Regions from separate parts of the Macaca mulatta genome. Here regions 1 and 2 are each linked to region 3. A link is a contact called in public Hi-C data. All regions are on one chromosome and are shown on one strand. Each heading gives the region's core, a stretch centred on a gene start, on an enhancer-like site or on the middle of the called end of the contact. The rest is flanking DNA. Distances are from core to core; before and after follow the strand shown. Region 1 holds the start of LOC107000681. Region 2 holds the start of BIK (BCL2 interacting killer). Region 3 holds the start of TSPO (translocator protein).

Region 1 (4,806 bases), core at 2,066-4,565, 37 kb after region 3:
GGATCAGATGATTCATACCCAGAGCTCAGAGTGGGGCCCGGCCACAGCAAATGCTCTATAAGCACGGGGTGCCATTGTTCTGAGACTGTTTCTTCACCTGTGAGAGTGGGTGTCATCCACCTTTCAGGACACTGACGGAATGAAATCAAACAGCGTGCATAAAAGTCCTGGCACACAGTGGAGGCTCAACAAAGGCCAGTTCCTCCTGATCACCTATTTCCCACGACTCGATTAAAAACGGCAGTTGGAAACTAGTTAACTACTCAGGTGCAGGCAGCTTTTGTGCACCGGGCAGGACTTGCCCTTTGGTGGCATGAGGATGAATCACTCATGGTCTCGCTCAGGGAGCTCATGGCTGAGTAAGTTCTAGGTCACCTGAGAGTATCAGGTAAATTTGCTCTGGGGCCTGGAGGGCCTGGGAAGACTTTATGGATGAGGAACCATAACCAGAGGGAAGATTTAAACATGAGGCTACAGGGTGAGGATGGAAAGGAACTCCAGGCAGAGGGAAGAGTAAGAGCGAAGGCCTGGAGGCAGATAGTCCAGGGTGGAGCAAACCAGGGGTCACGTGAGAGACAAGGCACCTGAGACAAGGGGCGTCCAGTTCTCCTTGAGTCCTCAAGGTGGGTCCGGGGAGGCTACTGCCTTCTCCAGTTTAGGACTGGGGGGAAGCTCAGAGGGCTGGAATCCAGACCTCAGGCTTCCGCCCCAGTAGCCCAAATCCCCAGGGGACAGTCTGAGGCTGAGGGAGAGAGCCTGCCTCAAGCCTGCCTTGGCTTCAACCCAGCTGTGAAATGGGGGTAACCACAACCCCTTCGTGGCAGGACTGGAAGAGCTCCCCAGGAGATAAGGGGGGTGGTTTCTTGTGCAGACAGAAGAGTAGACATTTTAAAAATATCTCTTCGGCCGGGCGCAGTGCCTCACACCTGTAATCCCAACACTTTGGGAGGCCGAGGAGGGCAGATCATGAGGTCAGGAGTTCGAGACCAGCCTGACCAACATGGTGAAACCCCATCTCTATTAAAAATACAAAAACTAGCTAGGTGTGGTGGTGCACGCCTGTAATCCCAGCTACTTAGGTAAGGTTGAGGCAGGACAATCGTTTGAACCTGGGAGGCGGAGCTTGCAGTGAGCCGAGACCACTCCACTGCACTCCAGCCTGGGTGGCAGAGCAGACTCCGTCTCAAAAAAAAAAAAAAAATCTTCCCCATCCTTTCCAGGGCAGCCAGCCTAAGGTGAGGCAGGAGGGCTGATGGCCAGGGCTGGAAGGGCCCACGGCACTGGCAGGTGGTGCTGCTGCTTCTGGCGGCCTCCCCCACACCTGGGCCAGCAGCAGCGGGAGGCTTCCCTCGGAAGAGCTGCAAGTTTGTGTCTGGTAAAGCAGTGACTCAGCTCTGCCCTTAATGGCTGGGGAGGGTCACGTAAAAACACTTGCTGCCCCTTAGTAGGGCAACAGCAGGCAGGGCAGCCTGGGCAGGGGACGCGATGCGGTGGCGACCATCCTGTGTGCCGGGCATATTTCTCATGCCACCTCCCATCCCTCCAATACTGTGGGAGCCAGCTGGAGTCTCACCATCCCCTTCCCGGATGGAGAACAGGACTCAGATGGGCGAGTGACTGCCCGAGGGAGGGCGTGCTGCCGTGGAAGCTGGCTGGGCAGGAGCTGGTCATTCCCACCGTGCTCCTTTCACACAGCACATGGGAAATCTTTTGTCCTCACGAACAAACCAGGGTCCCTTCCACCCAGCACAGGCCTGGGACCAGAGTGGGCCTCGGAAAGCATATGGCAGAAGTGAGGGGCAGAGGAAACTCTCTGTGACACTGTAGCATAAGGAGGTGCCACTCGCTGTACGTTTCCCGCAGGAAGGTTCCTAGTCCAACCAGGATTACACAGAGAAAAACTGGCTCAGAGACCGTAGGGTCTGGCCAGCAGCCAGGCTCAGGGACTCCTAGCTCCCGGCCCGGGTCCCTGTTCTTGGCTCTGGGGTTCCACTTCATCACTTGCGCCACTTGGCTCATCTCAGTCGGGGAGGCGGCACCTGGAGGAGATGCCGGGTCCCAGCTAAAGAAAAGACCCCCCAGCCAGCCCGGGAAGGCGCTGTGGCTTCAGCCCCTGGGTACGCAATCAAAATCCAGGGCTCATCCCCAGCCAGGACACTGGGAAACGCTTTGGAGTGGAGGAGGCAGGTGAGCAGGATGGGCCGTCCTCACAAAAAGGGAGAGAACCTAGAGGCTTCTCGACCTTTTCCATTTTTCTTTAGATTTCTCCTCCACCTCTCACAGCCTGTTTTCTTTAACCTGCAAGATGAGGGGAACCCGAGGCTCAAATAAAATGAAAAAACACTGAATTCGGTGAACCCAACACTTACAGTCACACAAATTCACGGGGTTCCCGTTGTCCCTGTGAGGCAGCGGCTGAAAGAATCCCTCTGAAGGGACCCTCGGAGCCGCAGTGTTCTCATCTGTGAAGTGGGAGAGATGAGTTTCACTCCTCAAAGGGGTTTGTGAGGCTCGCGTGTGTGGAGGACCTAAAGTTTCCACCGCAGCCCTCGGCCGGCCTCGGGCCCAGGCAGATCAGGGCCGCAGGTACCCTGGTCTCCTGCTGTCACTCCTCGGCCCCCAACTCCACGCCGCTCCAGAACTGCCCAGAACGCGGTCGGGGTGGCTCAGCGCGGCTCCCGCCGCCCAAGAGCGCCCTTTCCTGCCCCGCGCCGCGGGCTCCCGCCGCGCTCCCACCCCGGCAGCCGCACGTGCCCGCCGCCCTTCCCCGCACCTCGTGCTCCAGCTTGTGCAGGAGGCGGCCCCAGTAACGTTCGGGGACTCCCGAAGCGCGCAGCGCCGGGCCGTGCAGCGCCGCGAACTCCGCCAAGGCCTCCGCGCCCTCCTCCGGCGTCTGGCCCGGGCTGCTACGCTCCGCAGGCGGGCGCTCCGGACGCCGCTCGGCCTCCATGGCGCCTACACCCGCGCCGACTCCAGCGCCGCCCGCCGGCCCTGCCCTCCCGCTTCTGCGCCCCCGGCCGCCAGCACCGCCCCCCCAGGCCCCGCCCTCCTCCCCACCGCCCCCTACCCCGCCCTGCCCTGCCCTGCCCTGCCCTCCTCCCGGCCACCCTCGGCCCCGCCCTCCTGCCGGCCCTCCCGGCCCCGCCCTCGTCCCGCCCCCAGCCCGCCTCCGGCCCTGTTCGCCGCGGCCCCCGGGCAGGCCCTGCGCGTCAGCGGGGCGCGTGCGTGAGCGCGCGAGCTTGCAGGGAGGGGGCGCGCGCCTGCGGCGGCGCCTGCGGTTTGGCTGCCGCCGTGTGCGCACGCGCACCCGATGGGGGCGGAGCTTTTCTCGCTCAGCCTGCGGCGACGCAGGGGAATGCCGGGAGGGCGGGGTGCCTATGTCCGGCGCTGTCAGGACAGGAAGAGGCTCCACCTACTGCCCGGAAGGGGGAACTGGGTGACGCGGCGCTGCTGTTCCTGCACCAGGCACACAGGGCTCGCAGGTCCCCGCCCCCGGGGAGTAAGGAACTCTCGATTCTTGTGAGTGCTTCACCAGATTTGGATGCTGCAAAATCGTGGCCCTTCTCAATTATATTTGGATTCAGAATGTCAGTTGATCCAATTAAGACCAAGTGTACCTGTCAGAAGAGTTTACTCCTACATGTCGGGATGTTGAACTGGGGGTGGTGGCCGCGTCTGTAGTCCCAGTTACTCGGGAGGCTGAGGCGGGAGGATCGCTTGAGCCCAAGAATTCAAGTCCAGCCTCCGCAACAGAGCGAGACTCCCTCTTTAAAAGACAAAAACAGTTCAGTTACAGACTTTCAAAAGACATTCTCTTTTGAACTTTCATTGAGTTTTATTGCTCCATAGGGATATATTTTAATGTCTTCCTGTTTGCAATGTTGTAAGAATTGTAATTTGCTAAAAAAACAAAGGCTGAGAATTTTTTTGAGTTTCAGATGCTATTTTGATAACATGTTTGAACTGAGTTTGAACGAAATGCGCCAGTTCAGACTTGTTCAATTCCATTGTAGGAAGCAGGTGGGTCTGCAAAGGCTCAAATTTCCGAACTCAAGTTGGCGAGGGCTGCAGAGAAAAGCATTTTATTATTTTTTATTTTTTTATTTTTTATTTTTTTTTTGAGACGGAGTCTCGCTCTGTCGCCCAGGCTGGAGTGCAGTGGCGCGATCTCGGCTCACTGCAAGCTCCGCCTCCCGGGTTCACGCCATTCTCCTGCCTCAGCCTCCCGAGTAGCTGGGACTACAGGCGCCCACAACCGCGCCCGGCTAATTTTTTGTATTTTTAGTAGAGACGGGGTTTCACCGTGGTCTCGATCTCCTGACCTTGTGATCCGCCCGCCTCGGCCTCCCAAAGTGCTGGGATTACAGGCGTGAGCCACCGCGCCCGGCCGGAGAAAAGCATTTTATTTATTTATTTATTTATTTATTTATTTATTTATTTATTTATTTTTGAGAGGAAGTCTTGCTCTGTCGCCCGGGCTGGAGTGCAGTGGCCGGATCTCAGCTCACTGCAAGCTCTGCCTCCCAGGTTTACGCCATTCTCCTGCCTCAGCCTCCCGAGTAGCTGGGACTACAGGCGCCCGCCACCTCGCCCAGCTAGTTTTTTGTATTTTTTAGTAGAGACGGGGTTTCACCGTGTTAGCCAGGATGGTCTCGATCTCCTGACCTCGTGATCCGCCCGTCTCGGCCTCCCAAAGTGCTGGGATTACAGGCTTGAGCCACCGCACCCTTCTTATTTATTTATTTATTTAGAGACAGAGTTTTGCCCCTGTTGCCCAGGCTGGATGGAGTGCAATGGTGCAGTCTC
Region 2 (4,323 bases), core at 1,161-3,660, 44 kb before region 3:
GTGAATAGTGGCCTGGCTAATTTTTGAATTTTTTTTTTTCCTTGAGATAGAGTTTCACTCTTGTTGCCCAGGCTGGAGTGCAATGGCGCAATCTCGGCTCACGGCAATCTCTGCCTCCCGGGTTCAAGTGATTCTCCTGCTACAGCCTCCCTAGTAGCTGGGATTACAGGCGTGCGCCACCACGCCCAGCTACTTTTGTATTTTTGGTAGAGACAAGGTTTCTCCATGTTGGTTAGGCATGTTGGTCATGTCTCGAACTCCTGATCTCCATGTTGGTCAGGTCTCGAACTCCTGACCTCAGATGATCCGCCTGCCTCGGCCTCCCAAAGCGCTGGGATTACAGGTGCGAGCCACTGCGCCTGGCCGAGTTTTTAAATTTCTAATAGAGACAGGGTTTCGTCATGTTGGCCAGGCTGGTCTTGAACACCTGACCTCAGGTGATCCACCTGCCTTGGCCTCACAAAGTGCTGGGGTTATAGGCATGAGCCACCACCTCCAGCTATCTCTTCCTCCTATGGATCAGCATATTATCTTGGGATTTTGCAAAGTAAATAAGTACTGTATTTTCACCCACTCCACCCTTGAATCATCCAAAGTGTCCCCAAACGGTCCTTCTTTCTCCATCTGTTCCACTAATGTTTACTGAACATCTCCTACATGCCTGGCACTGTGCCTCCAGTCTCAAGACCCCTCTGCAAGCATCTCACTCATATCAGGTCTTCTGGACCCATGAGACCCCGTGTCATTGCTTTACCACCCTGAGTCTCTGTTTCTTCATCTGCAAAATGCATTCAGAGGGAAGCCCCCATTATGAAGGGTTCCCCACTTCTGACTGTAGCCACAGTCAGGGCAAGCTGCTTTGTAGGGGTTGGAGTTTATGTAGTTGGGAGGCCCTAGAAGAAAAGACTGTTACAGGGCTGGGCGTGGTGGCTCACACCTGTAATCCCAGCACTTTGGGAGGCCAAGGCCGTTGGATTACCCGAGGTCAGGAGTTCCAGACCAGCATGGCCAACATGGCGAAACCCTTTCTCTACTAAAAATACAAAAATTAGCCGGGCATGGTGGCTCATGCCTGTAATCCCAGCTGCTAGGGGGTGTTAAGGCAGGAGGATTGCTTGAACCTGGGAGACGGAGGAAAGTTAGGAGGTTGCAGTGAGCCGAGATTGTGCTACTGCACTCCAGCCTGGGCAACAGGGTGATATTCCATCTCAAAAAACAAACCAACCAACAACAACAACAACAACAACAACAAACTACAAAAGCAAAGAAGGTCCAAGGCCCAGAAGGAGGGAGGGGCTCTGAAGACTTTATCAGGCTTTACCTCCTCTGGTCCTCCCAACAGCCCAGCTCTTGGTAGGTGCTGTTGTCCATTTCACAGATGAGAACACTGAGGGGGAAGTAATTACCCTACAGGTGGGAAGAACAGAGTGAGGGTACCCAACAGGTAGCAAACGACAGAGCTGGGGGAGGGGAGCCCCTGCCCCTCCCCTGCCCCTCCCTTGCCCCTCCCATGCCCCTCCCTTGCCCCTCCCCTAATCTCTGAGGGGATCAAGACAGAGGTAAACAAGCTTTGCTGTGCGCAGGACAATTGTTACTTTGTTATTCCAAGAGCGCTCTGCCTTCTCCCACCCCCAATATACCCCAGTGCCGCTGTTAGGCACTACTCATCCCCGCGGGGCAGGCTGCCACCAGCCCACCCCGCCTGGAACCTTCCTGATTTCTCTGTCCCTCGCGGGGGCTTTGGGGTCCTTCTCACCAGGTCTGCACGTGGGCCCCCTGCCCCCAATCCCTCCCGTTCCGACCTGCCTCTCGCGGACCCGGAGCCCCGACGGGAGGGGGAAGGCAGGGGGTGGGTGCTGCAGCTGGAAGGCTGCGGACGGGCGGCAGTGGAGGGGCAGTCCCCCTGGCTTCGGGTATGGAGCACTGGATGCTGCTGCTACCCAAGTGTGAACCTCGGTTTTCATATTCGTGAAATAGGCTTAAAAACACCTAAGTCCCGAAGCTGCCAGCCTAAGGAGCACGTTTTTGAACGCTGGCTTCACGCTGTCATTTAGCAAGTCATTTCGTCCTCTTGGAGCCTCGGTGGGTAAAATGATCGTGAAAAAAAGCACCGAGGAGTACTTTGAGCTCGAAGGGAGGCCATCTGTGTAAAGGGCTTGGATTATACACCCAGATTCTGTCAATGGATCGATCTCGACTGCAAGCCCGTGCTGGGCGCAGGGGAAACAGCGACGCACGGGACAAAACAAGCTTGCAGAACCGCAGGGGGCAGAGAGGCTGTAAACAAGCCAACCGGCTGCACTTGTAGCGGTTCTGTTGCCAATGCCATTCAGACCCCAGTCCGGGATTCCGCGCTCGGGGTGCGAGAGGCCGCTCCCGGGGCGGGGCGGGACCCGGGCGGGGCGGGAGGGGCGGGGCGCCCGGACCTATTAGGTCCCGCGCCGGCAGCCGGGCAGTAGACACGAAGCTTCTCCGGTGGCTCACAGACGCTGCCAGCATCGCCGCCGCCAGGTGAGTGCCCCTGACCCTGCTGCCGCCCGCCGCTCCACCCAGCTCGAGCCCGGCGGTTAGCGCCCAGGCCGCGGCCCGGGTGCCGAGCGGCTGGAAGTGTGGGGACCCGTGCCCAGGTTTTTCCGCCCCAGCAAGTCGCTGGCGAGTCCCTTGTGGGGCGACGTCTCGGGACTCCGGCTCCGAAACATCCCCTTTCTGCCCAGGGCTCCAGGTCCCCGACGGCCGATCGTGCCAGGCGCGGCCCCTGCGGGCCTCAGTCTCCGCGCCTGTGCAATGGGGTGGTTCCTCTGCGTCTCACCGCTATGGCCGGACGCTCCATCGCCCTCGCACCATCCTCGAGGGCGGCTTCCGGGCACCGGACTCCGACCTCTGGGGTCGTGCGGACCCGGCCAGAGCGCAGCGCGGCACCGCCAGCCCACGGCCGCTGCCGCACAGCCCCGGTGCCCTTAAAAGAGGGAAGATGGCGTCGTGCCCGGTGCTGCTGGGACCGGCTCCCAGAGGCGCTGTGCACCTAAGGGCCGAGGAAATGCTTCGTAACGGGACGCCCAGAAAGTCCGGAACAGGAACGTGCACCCGGAGCGGCGCGCAGCCGCCCGCCCACACCTGCCCATGCGCCCTGCACAGGTGCGCCCCGGACTGGTCGCGGGGACTAGAGCCCGGCTGGGGCGTGCGACCTTGTTAGGTAAATTGGGGGTGCGCCCCTGCGGGTGACCCGAGAGGGGTCCCCCCGCCTGCGGGGCGCGGTCACGACAAGGCTTGTGGGGTTCGGAGCTGGTCGTCGTCTGGGCTCTGGCCTCCTAAATGCGATCGCTTTCAAGCCCCTTCATTGTCAGTTTTACAGAATGAGCCACTCGTGGGGTAGGACGTGGTTGTTGATGTTGTTGTTGCTCTTACTACTGTAACATTTTTGTTGCTGTTTTAACGCAGTGTTTACTGTGGCCTGGGAGCCCGAGCTTCCCAGGGAGGTTGGTGTCTGCCTCATGTCCCCACATTAGGAGGGGCAGAGTCTGGTGGGCACTAGCGCCGGGAAGTTATTAACATCTGTCCGTCCTTGGGAGCAGGAGGCCTCGTTATCCAGGTGGAGAAACAAGAGATTTCAGTCACAGGAGGCACAGAAATGCCAGGGTTGTCTAGCTGGAAGCCAAGGACCCTTTATGGAACCCAAGCCAAAACCTCTTTACACTCTCCAGCCCTGTGGCCTCCGAAGGGCTATTCCATCTCTCTGAACCTCAGTTCCTTCTGTTCATTCTGCAAAATGTATTTCTGAGGTTTCTGCCCAGATGAAGAAAGCCCGACTCAAGTTAGTAGCCTCCGTGTAGTTAAGACTTACCCTGATTTCTACTTAATTTGGGCATGTCTTTGGAATAAGTTCTCAGAAATGGCACAGTCTGGGTGTTTTTTTGTTTTGTTTTGTTTTGTTTTTTGAAACAAGAGCTTTGCTTTTGTTGCCCAGGCTGGAGTGCAGGGGCGTGATCTCGGCTCACTGCAACCTCCACTTCCTGGGTTCAAGCCATTCTCCTGCCTTAGCCTCCCTAGTAGCTGGGATTACAGGCGCCCACCACGACACCCAGCTAATTTTTTGTATTTTTAGTAGAGACGGGATTTCACCATGTTGGCCAAGGTAGTCTCGAACTCCTCCTGACCTCAGGCGATCCACCCGCCTCAGCCTCCCAAAGTGCTGGGATTACAGATGTGGCCCCATGCCCGGCCCTTTTATTATTATTACTATTATTATTATTATCATTATTGTCTTAAGGATATTAAGACTAAAATTCTCACACATTTGACACGTGCCTGTAATCCTAGCACTTT
Region 3 (4,684 bases), core at 492-2,991:
CTCGGCTCACTGCAGCCTCCACCTTCTGAGTTCAAGAGATTCTCCTGCCTTAGCCTCCCAAGTGTCTGGGATTACAGGCACACACCACCATGCCCGGCTAATTTTTGTATTTTTAGTAGAGATAGTGTTTCACCATGTTGGCCAGGCTGGTCTTGAACTCCTGACCTAGTGATCCACCCACCTCGGCCTCCCAAAGTGCTGGGATTACAGGCGTGAGCCACCGCGCCTGGCCAGAAGGAATTTTTTAAAAGTAAAAGCGGCAGGGAGCGGTGGCTCACACCTGTAATCCCAGCACTTTAGGAGGCTGAGGCGGGTAGATCACCTCAGGTCAGGAGTTCAAGACCAGCCTGGCCAACATGGTGAAACCCCATCTCTACTAAAAATACAAAAATTAGCCGGGCGTGGTGGCAGGTGCCTGTAATCCCAGCTGCTGGGAGGTTGAGGGAGGAGAAAATCACTTGAACCCAGGAGGCAGAAGTCGCAGTGAGCCGGAATTGTGCCATTGCACTCTAGCCTGGGAGACAAGAGCGAAACTCCGTCTCAAAAAAAAAAGAAAGAAAGGAAGGAGGGAGGGAGGGAGGGAGGGAGAGAGGAAGGAAGGAAGGAAGGAAGGAAGGAAGGAAGGAAGGAAGGAAGGAAGGAAGGAAGGAAGGAAAAGAAACCCAGAAGAAAAAGATGAATGATGAATGGAACCAAGCCTGGGTTATCCTTGTCTTTAGGCCAACACAGTCAAAAATAGATTATATATGTTTGTCTTTTAATAGAGGAAGAGGCTTACAAAGGCAACAATGCCAGGTCCTAGGAAAGCCATAGTACAGCCTGGCTGGAAGGAGGCTCCCAGCCTCTGTGTCTGGGTAGAAGTAGCCACTGTTCTCCTTGGCCCCTGCAGGATCAGTTTGGCCCAATGTGGCTGGTGCAGGCTGAGGGGTGTTGCCAGTCTGAGTTGGCCGGAGGGAGCTGGGACAGCCTTGGGCTGCAGCAAGACAGCCACAGTGCCAAGGGCCTGGGGCTTGACACGCCCTGCATGGGAGTGGACCTGGGCAGCTGGAGGCCACCTCTGGACTGTGATGATGGCAGCCTCTCCCCTCACTGAGCGCCGAGCATCTGAGGGGTGTCCTGCCTGCATCACCGCCTTGTGGCTTCATCAGTCCCACGAGTTTGTGCCCATTTTACAGATGAGGAGATGGAGACCCAGATAACCAGTCAGAAAGTGGTCGGGCCAGGACTAAGAGTGCAGCGCGCAGTCTCCGTGCCCTGGATCAACAGCTCAAGGAACTGGGGTGCTCCGGAAATGGGGCCAAGGCTGCTGAGCAGGAGGACGCTCAGGGCCTTGCCCTCAGGAAAGGCAATCCCCCACTCGGAGATCGGTCTTGTTGCCGCATTTTATAGATGGGAAAATGAGACTAGAAGAAACCACAAGCGACCCGCCGGCGGACACACGGCAACGTTTTAGGTGCTGGGTCTGGCCGGGCGGCCATCACCGGTCACCGTGGGGAGGAGAAGGAGCCGAGAGACTCGCTCGCGGCCGGGGGGAGGCAGAAGCGCGTCCCGCGGGAGAGGTGGGTTTGAGGAGTGAGCTCCCGGTCCCGCGGGGATGCCAGTGGGTCCAGGGCCCGGGCTGCCAGGCGGGGCGGGGCGGAGCGGGGCGGGGCTCGGCCGGGTAGTGGGGCGGGGCCGGGCGGTGGATTGACGGGCGGGGCCTGGTGGCGGGGCGGGGCCGGGCGGCTGAGAGGGGCGGGGCGGATGCGGGCACAGCGGTCTGGCTAACTCCTGCCAGGCAGTGCCCTTCCCGGAGCGTGCCCTCGCCGCTGGTGAGTGAGAACGGGACGCGGAGGGGGCAGCGGGAAATGGGGGCCCGCACGGCTGCGACTCTGACAGCGCCGCGGGACAGAGGGAAACTGAGGCCGGAGCCGAGGACTGGACACCCGAGGGGGCGGCCCGGGGCAGCACTTGGGGCTCGGCTATCGGGTCAGGGGCGGAGGCGGCGGGCAGCCAGGTCTGGACCTCCGCGGCCGGGGTTCCTGCGCGGGCCGCCTCCGACTGGGGGTTCGGGAGGGGAAACTTGGGCAACTCCGCCACGCCCTGCCCCTGCTTCTCCTGCAGGAAGCGCGGTCGCAGGAGAGGCCGATGCTCCCTCTCCCGCCCATTCCGCGGATGGGCAATCCCAGGCGGAGCTCCCTTCAGGGTCTCAGAATGTCTGGGAGACCTCAGGCAGGATCCTGATCCCCCAAGACACCCCGTTTCATAGTGGAGGAGAACAGCCCAGATCGGGGAAGTTTTTTTTGCCCAAAGCCGGTTAGAGGCCCCCCGGCCCTCAATTCCCAGTGCGGGGCTCAGGTGCGCTGCAGCCTAGACGGGACTTACTCTGAGCCGAGCAGCCTCTGGGACCTGTCTGCTTCCCCTGCCCCTTGCAAAGAAGACGGAGCCCAGGTGGGAGAAGCGGGGGCTTCCTGCTGTGAACACACTGCTGGCCAGGGCAGCTTCCAGAGGCCATGGCCTGGCGTGGGCCTGGAGCCCCTCTGGCCAGCCTGCCAGGGGCCGGCGCTACGGAATACCAGCAGTGTGCCCTGGGCTGGATGGCAGGAGAGACAGGACTTGAGGCTGTCCCAGAATGGACTCAGGCAGGGCGAGGATATTAGGGGAGGTGGTGTACAGGAAGCAGTCGCCCAGCTCGCCTGGCACACAGCAAGCCCTGCCCATGAAGGCCTGCTGCCAGAACGTGGGCGAGGCCCGGCGTCTCTGTGGAGTCGGTGGGGCCCGAGACAGGGCAGCGTGAGGCAGGTTTCCACTGGCGGTGAAAGGGGCTGTGTAGCAAGGGCAGGAGAGCCAGCCTCAGCCCAGCAGGGGAAGGCGGCCCCTGAGTCTCCACCTGGCTGCTGGCAGCCCCATAGGGAGGCTCCGCGGGAATCCTGGGCTCCCAGGGGAGTGCTGGAAACTGGGGGAAACTGAGGCTTACCAAAGAAGCCTTTGTCCAGAGTCATGCAGCTGGCGTGGTGGAGCCAGGGCCTGATCCCAGCCTGCCTCCTCCACTGTGCCCCGAGGGCCACTTTGTTTCCTGGGAGTGTGTCTGTGCATGTGTGCACACACATGTGCTGTGTCCTGTCGTCTGTACAGACTTATGCCTGGCGTGAGGCACCATGTCTGGCTGGATCTACCAGAAAATATTCACAGCAGGTTCTCCAGGTGGGGTGAAGGGCTTGGGCTCACAGGGAGGGAGCCTACATTTACCTTTAGCTTTTTCAGTATTTCAGTTTTGAATCTCTGTTTTGTTTTGTTTCGTTTTTCTTTCTTTCTCTTTTTTTCCTTCTTTTTTTCTTTTTTTTTTTTTGTTTGAGACAGGGTCTTACTCTGGTAGGCAGGCTGGAGTGCAGTGATGCAATCATAGCTCACTGCAGTCTCCTGCAGAACTCCCGGGCTCAAGCGATCCTCCCACCTCAGCCTCCCAAAGTGCTGGGATTACAGGTGTGAGCCACCGTTTCTGGCTTATTTGTGTTTACTTTTGATTGGGCAAACAATGCGTGGATATGCTCTCTTTGTGTAAAACAGTAGTCTTTTTTATTTTATTTTCTTTTTAACCACTGGACCACTAGGGAAGTCATTCTTAATTTCTTCTTTACTTTTATTTATATGTATTTTTGGAGTCGGTGTCTCTCGCTCCATTGCCCAGGCTGGAGTGCAGTGGCTCGAGCTGGGCTCACTGCAACCTCTGCCTCCTGAGTTGAAGTGATTCTCCTGCCTCAGCCTGGCTAATATTTGTACTTTTAGTAGAGACGGGGTTTCACCATGTCGGCCAGGCTGTTTCTTTATCTTTCACTAAAAAAAAAGTTTAACCCCCGAACCTTGAAGGAAAGGAAATGAGTCTTTCTTAACAGAACCAATTCCCCCTGGACACCCACCCTCACCCTACCCTTTGCCAGGCCACTCGATGGCCAGGTTGGCTGTGGATTTTTCCAGACGTGTGGGCTGTTCCACTGGTTACTTTCGTAATGAAAAACGCACACAAAGTCAGGACGATTAGCCATGAGTCATTTTTTAAAAGCCTGAAAACAAGTCTCTGGGACAATGGTGGCTTCATTGGAGAGACAAGGCTCAGGGGAGCTGGGTGCAGCTGGGGGTGGTGGTGGGGATCAGAGAAGGGACACATTCCTTATTCTGTTCCTGGATCGCCTTCTTTTTTTAGTTAGTTAAGTTGTGCTTTTTGTTTGTTCAGTTTTTTTCTTTTTTTTTTTTGAGAGGGAGTCTCGCTCTGTTGCCCAGGTTGGAGTGCAGGGGCGTAATCTCGGTTCACTGCAACCTCCACCTCTTGGGTTCAGTTGATTCTCCTGCCTTAGCCTTCTGAATAGCTGGGACTACAGGCGCCCGCCACCACACCTGGCTAATTTTTGTATTTTTAGCAGAGACAGGATTTCACCATGTTAGCCAGGCTGGTCTCGAACTCCTGACCTGAGGTGATCTGCCTGCCTCAGCCTCCCAAAGTGCTGAGATTACAGGTGTGAGCCACTGTGCCTGGCCTTCTGGGTCACCTATAGAGAGGTCTCCAAGAACAGAAAGACACCCTGAAACCCACTGGCTCGACCACCACCTCACAGATAGGGACACAGAGGCCCAGAAGATGAGATACCTTGGGGCAGCTATGGGTCTGGGGTCTCCGGGCCAGGAGTGAAGTCTCACAAGACCCGGAGAC

Evidence for each region. A called contact is a pair of places that touch in the nucleus more often than the background predicts.
Region 1: a contact with region 3 is called in a Hi-C map of cortical neurons, with 5 times the contacts expected there. The contact joins the promoter of LOC107000681 here to the promoter of TSPO in region 3. A contact is called at or near these places in 2 of 14 Hi-C or Micro-C datasets (cortical neurons and liver).
Region 2: a contact with region 3 is called in a Hi-C map of blood, with 1.8 times the contacts expected there. The contact joins the promoter of BIK here to the promoter of TSPO in region 3. A contact is called at or near these places in 2 of 14 Hi-C or Micro-C datasets (blood and liver).

Annotation. Positions count from the first base shown.
Region 1 is chr10:8,286,792-8,291,597 of T2T-MMU8v2.0, reverse strand. It overlaps LOC107000681, which reads left to right and starts at 3,315. Exons shown (of 3, transcript XM_028827626.2): 1 at 3,315-3,519. TTLL12 (tubulin tyrosine ligase like 12) reads right to left here. Exons shown (of 15, transcript XM_077949398.1): 2 at 2,774-2,993. The coding sequence starts at 2,950. LOC144331630 (a long non-coding RNA gene) reads left to right here. Exons shown (of 2, transcript XR_013398940.1): 2 at 1,385-2,984.
Region 2 is chr10:8,367,122-8,371,444 of T2T-MMU8v2.0, reverse strand. It overlaps BIK (BCL2 interacting killer), which reads left to right and starts at 2,410. Exons shown (of 5, transcript XM_077949458.1): 1 at 2,410-2,511.
Region 3 is chr10:8,322,413-8,327,096 of T2T-MMU8v2.0, reverse strand. TSPO (translocator protein) reads left to right here and starts at 1,741. Exons shown (of 4, transcript NM_001258111.1): 1 at 1,741-1,811. It also overlaps a transcript of TTLL12 not described here.